Regions from separate parts of the Mus musculus genome. Here region 2 is linked to region 1. Evidence: chromatin contacts called from public HiChIP or PLAC-seq data. All regions are on one chromosome and are shown on one strand. Each heading gives the region's core, a stretch centred on a gene start, on an enhancer-like site or on the middle of the called end of the contact. The rest is flanking DNA. Distances are from core to core; before and after follow the strand shown. Region 1 has its middle 17 kb from the start of Gm52195. Region 2 holds the start of Nckap1l (NCK associated protein 1 like).

What was found. HiChIP or PLAC-seq counts read pairs in DNA pulled down with a chosen protein or histone mark.
Region 2: an H3K4me3 HiChIP or PLAC-seq map of bone marrow-derived macrophages shows a contact between it and region 1, with 4 times the contacts expected there. The contact joins the promoter of Nckap1l here to the enhancer-like site in region 1. A contact is called at or near these places in 6 of 39 promoter capture datasets (the C10 cell line, the HPC-7 cell line, cranial neural crest and 1 more), 1 of 15 datasets of contacts at CTCF or cohesin (the NIH/3T3 cell line), 10 of 484 Hi-C or Micro-C datasets (the BV-2 cell line, the G1E-ER4 cell line, the HPC-5 cell line and 5 more), 4 of 115 datasets of contacts at active chromatin or transcription factors (bone marrow-derived dendritic cells, bone marrow-derived macrophages and embryonic stem cells) and 3 of 9 other capture datasets (adipose tissue, macrophages and pancreatic islet).

The regions. Positions count from the first base shown.
Region 1 is chr15:103,392,016-103,395,412 of GRCm38.p6, forward strand. No RefSeq gene overlaps it. Among named protein-coding and RNA genes, the nearest start is that of Gm52195, 17 kb to the right of the region's middle. Within about 2 kb of position 1,771, at least 21 of the 459 cell types and tissues checked have an H3K27ac peak or open chromatin away from gene starts, as enhancers often do. A contact at or near this core is called in the BV-2 cell line, bone marrow-derived dendritic cells, bone marrow-derived macrophages and 1 more, where this site is marked.
Region 2 is chr15:103,452,255-103,455,387 of GRCm38.p6, forward strand. It overlaps Nckap1l (NCK associated protein 1 like), which reads left to right and starts at 1,571. Exons shown (of 31, transcript NM_153505.4): 1 at 1,571-1,727; 2 at 2,717-2,827. The coding sequence starts at 1,626.

The DNA of each region.
Region 1 (3,397 bases), core at 521-3,020:
CTTGACAGAAAAAACTAGGCCAAAAGCATCATAAGCCCATCAAATTGCCCAGAGGGGGCTACAGGCCCTAGCAGAAAGAAGCATCATTTCATCATTTCATCTCTGGCCTAGCTAACAGCCTAAATGATGCTTTCAGTGCACTTTTATAACAGACAGGCTTTTCTGATGAGCCTTACTGCCCTTAGAAACTAGTGATGGTTCTTTGAAGAATCACCACCCCACAACTCCAGGGAACAGATTAACAGATTCCAAGTAGGAATATCAGGGAACACGGAGGCTGCTCTGTGATTTAAAATCTGATTCTGATTTGACATATGAGAGGCTACTTCTGCCTCTGCTTCCCTCCTCTCATTTGATGGTCTCAGAGAATGATTTAAGGATGATAGGAAAATCTTATACAGTAACCAAAACCCTAGAATGGATACATAATTAACTTTTTCATTTATCTCTTTTATACAATCTTAGTTATAAATTATTTTCCCAGGTAAATAAAGCCATCAAAATTTTAGTGCTAGGCAAACCTTGGAAGCACTTACTTCTGTCTCTTCATAAAGGAGGTAAATGAGGCACAGAAAGTTTGGCATTTCCAAGGTTCTAACACAGGATCACTAGGTAGCTCTGGCTGCCCTGTGCTATGCACACCAGGCTGACTAGATGCCTCTTGAGTACTGGCTAAAGGTGTGCATCATTACATCCCATGACAGGGCTGTTCTTCGGTCTCTTATTACCACTTCTGTCACTGTTTGCATAACCACCGTTCCTTTAATTCCAACTGCTCACTCAGTCCTCGCAGCACAATTTGTATGGCTTTTTGAAGGGTGGGAACAATGTAGGGGAGAATATGCTAGCATCTGGTACTTATCCCTCTGGGCTTTGAGGAGACAGGGTAGAAGGGAGAGATGAAATGTCAGGGAGAGAAGAGAAGGGAGGAAAGGCAAGGGCTTGGAAACAGGATCAGGGGGAGATGAGAGGGAGATAATACTCATACTTATTTTTTAATTCTTAAAAAATTATTCTAGTCAGGTGGTGATGGTACATGCCTTTAACCCCAGCACTCAGGGCAGAGACTAGTCTGGTCTACAGAGTAAATTCTAGGATAGCCAGAGCTATACAGAGAAACCATGTCTCACCCACCGCACCCCCCCCCCCAAAAGGAAAGAATTTATTATTCTAAGTGTATGGGTATTTTGCATGCATACAATGCATACATGCCTGTGTAAGTCAGGGAGGGCACTGGATCTCCTGGGACTGGAATTAGTCATGCGCAATCACATGGATGCTTGGAGATGAACTTAGGTCCTTTAGAAGAGCAGTCATTGCTTTTAACTGCTGAGCCATTGATTCAGCCCCAAATTCAATTTTCTTTCCAATCTCTCTCTCTCTCTCTCTCTCTCTCTCTCTCTCTCTCTCTCTCTCTCTCTCTCTCTCTCTCTCTATCTGAGATGAGACAGGGTCTATGCAGTTCAGACTGTTCTAGATCTTGCTATCTACATACCAGGCTAGCCTCAAACTCAAGAGATCTACTTGGTTCTGTCTCTGGAGTGCTGTATTAAAGGCATGCACTACCACATTTTACATGCCAGACTTGTATTTAATCTTACAATAGAAAACACTGAAAACCTCACACATCTGAGTGTAAACCCAAGTGCTCAACATACTGAATACCAAGCTTCCTTTTATGTTCATCAGATGACCAGCTCTCAGATGTCTGTATTAGTCATTAACTCTATAAAAAAACATGATCTCAAGAATACTGTGGGGTTTTAGCTATGTTGTCATCTCCTCAAGCTTAGTAATATTCAGGAACCACCAGAGGCTGCAGGCCCTATGGTGGCTTAGTCTGGTGGTGTCCTGAGAATTATTCCTAAGAGGCCTGCAGCTAGCTACTCAGATGACTTCATCAAATACTCTTATGCTTAACATGTCAAGTGTGGTTTCTGTTTTCTTCTAAACTCTGACTGATTTAGGCATTTAGAAGTGAATTCTAGGGGCTGGAGAGATGGCTAAGAAGAGGTGGTTAAGAGCACTGGCTGTTCTTCCAGAGGTCCTGAGTTCAATTCCTAGCAACTGTAACCAACTGTAATGGGATCTGATGCCTTCTTATGGTGTGTATGAAGACGGCTACAGTGTTCTTGTATGCATAAAGAAATTAATCTAAAAAAAAAAAAAAGGAAGTGAGTTCCATAAACTCAACGTTACTAAAGAAAGTATGAGCTAGATGTGGTGGTATGGATCTTTAGTCCTTGCACTTGGGAAGCAGAGGGAGATGGAGCTCTGTGAGATACAGACCAGCTAAGAGCTAGATTAAAAAAAATGAACAGAGAAGAATACAAAGAATGAGGAGACAGCATTTGAGTTGGAATTTGAAGATATTACACCAGGCAGAAAGCAGGCAAAAACAAGACCTGTGGATGGTATGGTCATTAATTTTTATTATTTTATGTATATGAGTAATGACATCTGTACACATGTCTGGCTCCCTAGGACATGGTTAGCCTCCATGTAGGTACTGGGACTCAAACTCAGGTCCTTTGTAACAAGAAGTACTCTTAACCACTGAGCCAACTTCCCCAGCTCCCAACAATGTGGTCATTAAAGAGCACTGTAGGGACAATGAGTTCTCCATGGTTAGATTATGACCAAGGTAGGGCAACTGTAAAATACAGTGGGGGTTAAGAGTACTGGCTTTTGGAGCTGTAGACATGATTATAATTTTGTTTTTTCCACAGTAACCAAGCAACAACTCTCAATCATGTAAATTCTGTAACCCTCATTTTTCTTATTTACCAGTAGGGGATCTAAGAGTACCCACTTTATTCAGATTATATGGGATTAAATGTGATGTACTAGATCTACTAAGTATATTGGAATTTTGTGCAGTTTGCTACATACTAAATGCTCAAAAAGCCTTTGCTGGTAGGCAAAGTAAAAATAAAACAAAAAAAATTTTTTTTCAAGACAGGGTTTTTCTGTGTAGTCCTGGCTGTCCTGGAACTCCCTCTGTAGACCAGGCTGGCCTTGAACGCTAGAGATCTGCCTGTCTCTGTCTCCCAAGTGCCAGATTTAAAGTCATGTGCCACCATCACTAGACTGGAATTAAATTTTTTTCTTCTACCATATGGGTCCTAGAGATCTCTGATTACTTGCCTTTTAAAAAAAAAGATTTATGTTTATTATGTATATGATATGACATAATGCCTGCATGTATGTGTGTACACCATATACATGCTTGGTGTTTGGCCTGAAAGAAGCGTGGATGTGTTAGTTCACACAATCCCAGCATTCAGACTGAGGCAGGAAGACTGACCTTAAATTCCAAGACTACATAGTGAGACTATCTACAACAATACAAAACACAAGGTTACAATAGTAACCTGACAAATCAGGAATAAGCCTG
Region 2 (3,133 bases), core at 321-2,820, 60 kb after region 1:
GAGAAGAGTAGACATGTGTGTCGTGTTTCCCCAGGAAAAGTTTTGTTATACATTTTTTTTTTTTAACATACCTTTGTTACCATTGCTAAGTAGGATTGTTCTCAGACTTGAGGGCACACTGGAGTCACCCAGAGAACTTGTTGTAGGATAGCATGTGTTAGGGGCTGGAGAGATAGATGGCTTAGTGGTTGAGTACTTGATGCACTTCCAGAGAACCTAAGTTAGTAGTTTCACACCATCCACCTGTAACTTTAGCTCCAGGGTATCTGATGTTCTCTTCTGTCCTCCTTTGTCATGTGTTTGAGTGTACACACACACACACACACACACACATACACACACACACACACCTTGAAAACAAAAAAACAAAAACAAAACATGCCTGTTCTACCTTAAGATTTTGGGTTGAGGGTTGGAGAGATGGCTCAGTGGTTAAGAGCTCTGGACACTCTTAACAGAGGTCCTGAATTCAATTCCCAGAAACCATATGGTGGCTCATAATCATCTATATTATGATCTGGTGCCCTTTCCTGGCATGCAAGTATATATGCAGATGCACTCATACATTAACTAACTAACTAACTAACTAACTAACTAACTAACTAACTAATCTTAAAAAAAAAGATTTTGTGTTCAGCAGGTCTTGAGTGACGTCAAAGAATTTGTGTGTCTAGTAAGTTTCTTTTAAAATATTTTGTTTTATTGTTTATCAAACCTAACAAGTTTCCAAGTGCTGCTGCTACTGCTGGATCATGCTTACTGATTCACTGTACTAAATACTACAAAGGATATCAATATTAGATATCATACCTGTCATTAGGAAGGAACATATGATGTGGGTGGGAGAGAGAGAAAGCATATGCTTAAAAATATAACAAGGAAGCTAATCCCAGCACACTGGAGGTAGAAGTAGGAGATCAGAGGTTCAAGCTTATCTTCAACTACATAAGGAGATAGATTGAGTATAGCCTGGGGTTTACAAGACTTTCTCAACCCTTGCAACCATGTGATATATATATATATGTGTGTGTGCGTGTGTGAGAGAGAGAGAGTGTGTGTATGTATATATATGTTTATATATAAATATATTTATGTTTATAAATAAAATATAGTGAACATGTCATTGAATGGAATAGTTAGAAAGAGACCAGGGTCCTAAAGGATGCTGGGGCCTAAGGGTCAGTAGAAAATAACAGGCATTCTTGACCGGGATCTAAAAGGGTAAGTGTAGAGGTGAATGGGGCTGGTAGTAGATATTTGTTTGGTGTGTGCTTTGTCTGGGACATTTGGGGAGAGGGAAGGCCAGAACAGTTGGTACTGCATTGTGAGGAGCCGTGAAAGCCTGTTCTCTTCCTCAGCTTCCGCCCACTTCTTACTGAAGTACTGCACAACCAGAAAGAGGAAGTCTCCTCTGCTGAGGGTGCAAGAGGAAGCACAAGAGGGCTCTGAAGGCCTGTGAGCCATAGTGACTGCTATCCTCCATGAGCCAATTACAGAAGCAACCGGAAGCTCGGTGCACCAACCAGGGCGGGTCCTTTTACACAGAGGGTGTTGCCAGCCAGGCTGAGAATATTTGGGGCATTTGGGTCTTGTTATCCGGATGGTCCTCTCTCTCGGTGGCCATCATGTCTTTGACCTCTGCCTATCAGCTTAAATTAGCAGAGAAGCTCACGATCCTGAATGACCGAGGACAGGGAGTTCTCATCCGCATGTACAACATCAAGAAGGTAAGCAAGAAGACCCGTCTAGCAAATCATGGCAGGAACCTGGAGGCCTGCAGGCCCAATAGTCAAGCCATATCTTTTTCTCCATTGCTTTAAGTGGCTTTCAGCCACTTAGACGGTATGGTTCCCACAGTTTGGGGAGATAGAGGGAGGCTTCTTTTTAAGGCGTGTCCTTTCTAGGTATTATTCTTGCCTTTTTGAGAGCATCACCTTTCCCCTATGACTTAGGGTTGGGTGGGAAAGAGAATATTTGTGTTGTGAGTGATTTGATTAAGGGTCTGGGGTCTAGAATTTGGGGTTTACTTATTGTCAGTTTCTCTAGTTTTTGAGTTTTCAAGTTGTGTCTCTGGCAAAAATTGTGTTTGTGTGTGTATGTGTATGTTTGTGTGTAATTATTTCCTTAAAAGGGGAAACATTTAAGGAAGTGGTGTTTTCTAAGGTAGTTTGGGGCTGTGAATGCTGCGTGTGTGTGCTTAGGAGAGTAACTATGAAACTGGACAAAGATGATGCCAAAAGGTGAGCCAGCGACTGTAGAAGGCAGGATAAAGGTGGGTAATTGTGAGACTTTCCAGGAAGAGAAAGAAGGAACTTGTGGAAACGGACCTTTGTGCGTTTTGTAGTAAAGCACCAGGAATATGGTTTCTGTCATGTCGTTTGTAAAGTCTCTTGGGACCCAGAGCTTTATATAAAGTCCAACTTATGATCAGCCACTTTTCTCACTACTTCCGGCTTCAGAGGAGGGGTGGGGAAGCAGCTTCCTCTCTGTGTTAGAGCTAAGCCTCAGTTAAGACAAGATGCCAGGTTGTTAGCTCTTAGGAGTACTAGTTCACTGTCTGGAACGAACTTGGTTTTCAACTACCCTCATGCTTTTATAATAAAATTTCAGACTGCCATTTCCAAAAGAGATAGTGGGAGTGAATGATGCATCCAAAGGCTTGTATCTAAATGGAAAAATAGTACGGTAGTTTAATATTACTTTTTTTTATGTGTAGACCTGTTCAGATTCAAAATCCAAGCCACCTTTTTTACTGGAAAAGTCCATGGAATCATGTCTCAAGTACATCAACAAGAAGTTTCCCAACATAGATGTCCGAAATAGCACGGTGAGAACTTGGGTTCATTTCCTCCTTTCTGTAACATTATTCTTGCATGGCAGATTATTGCAGACTCTCCACTTTGTCTTGTCTTTAAGTGTAGCCACCTATAGTTTCCTAGACTCAGACTCGGGGCTTCAGGCATTGAGGGTCGTAAGCTCAGATGGGAGCCTCCCATGGTGAACTGGGGCACAGTCTTGCCAGCCAGGTTCATGAGGACACCTGGTACACAGAGAAGCATCTCCACCAACCTTGCCGGGCACATCTTTTACTGTAGCACTTGATCTACACTATGCTTCTTTGTTGCTGCATGCT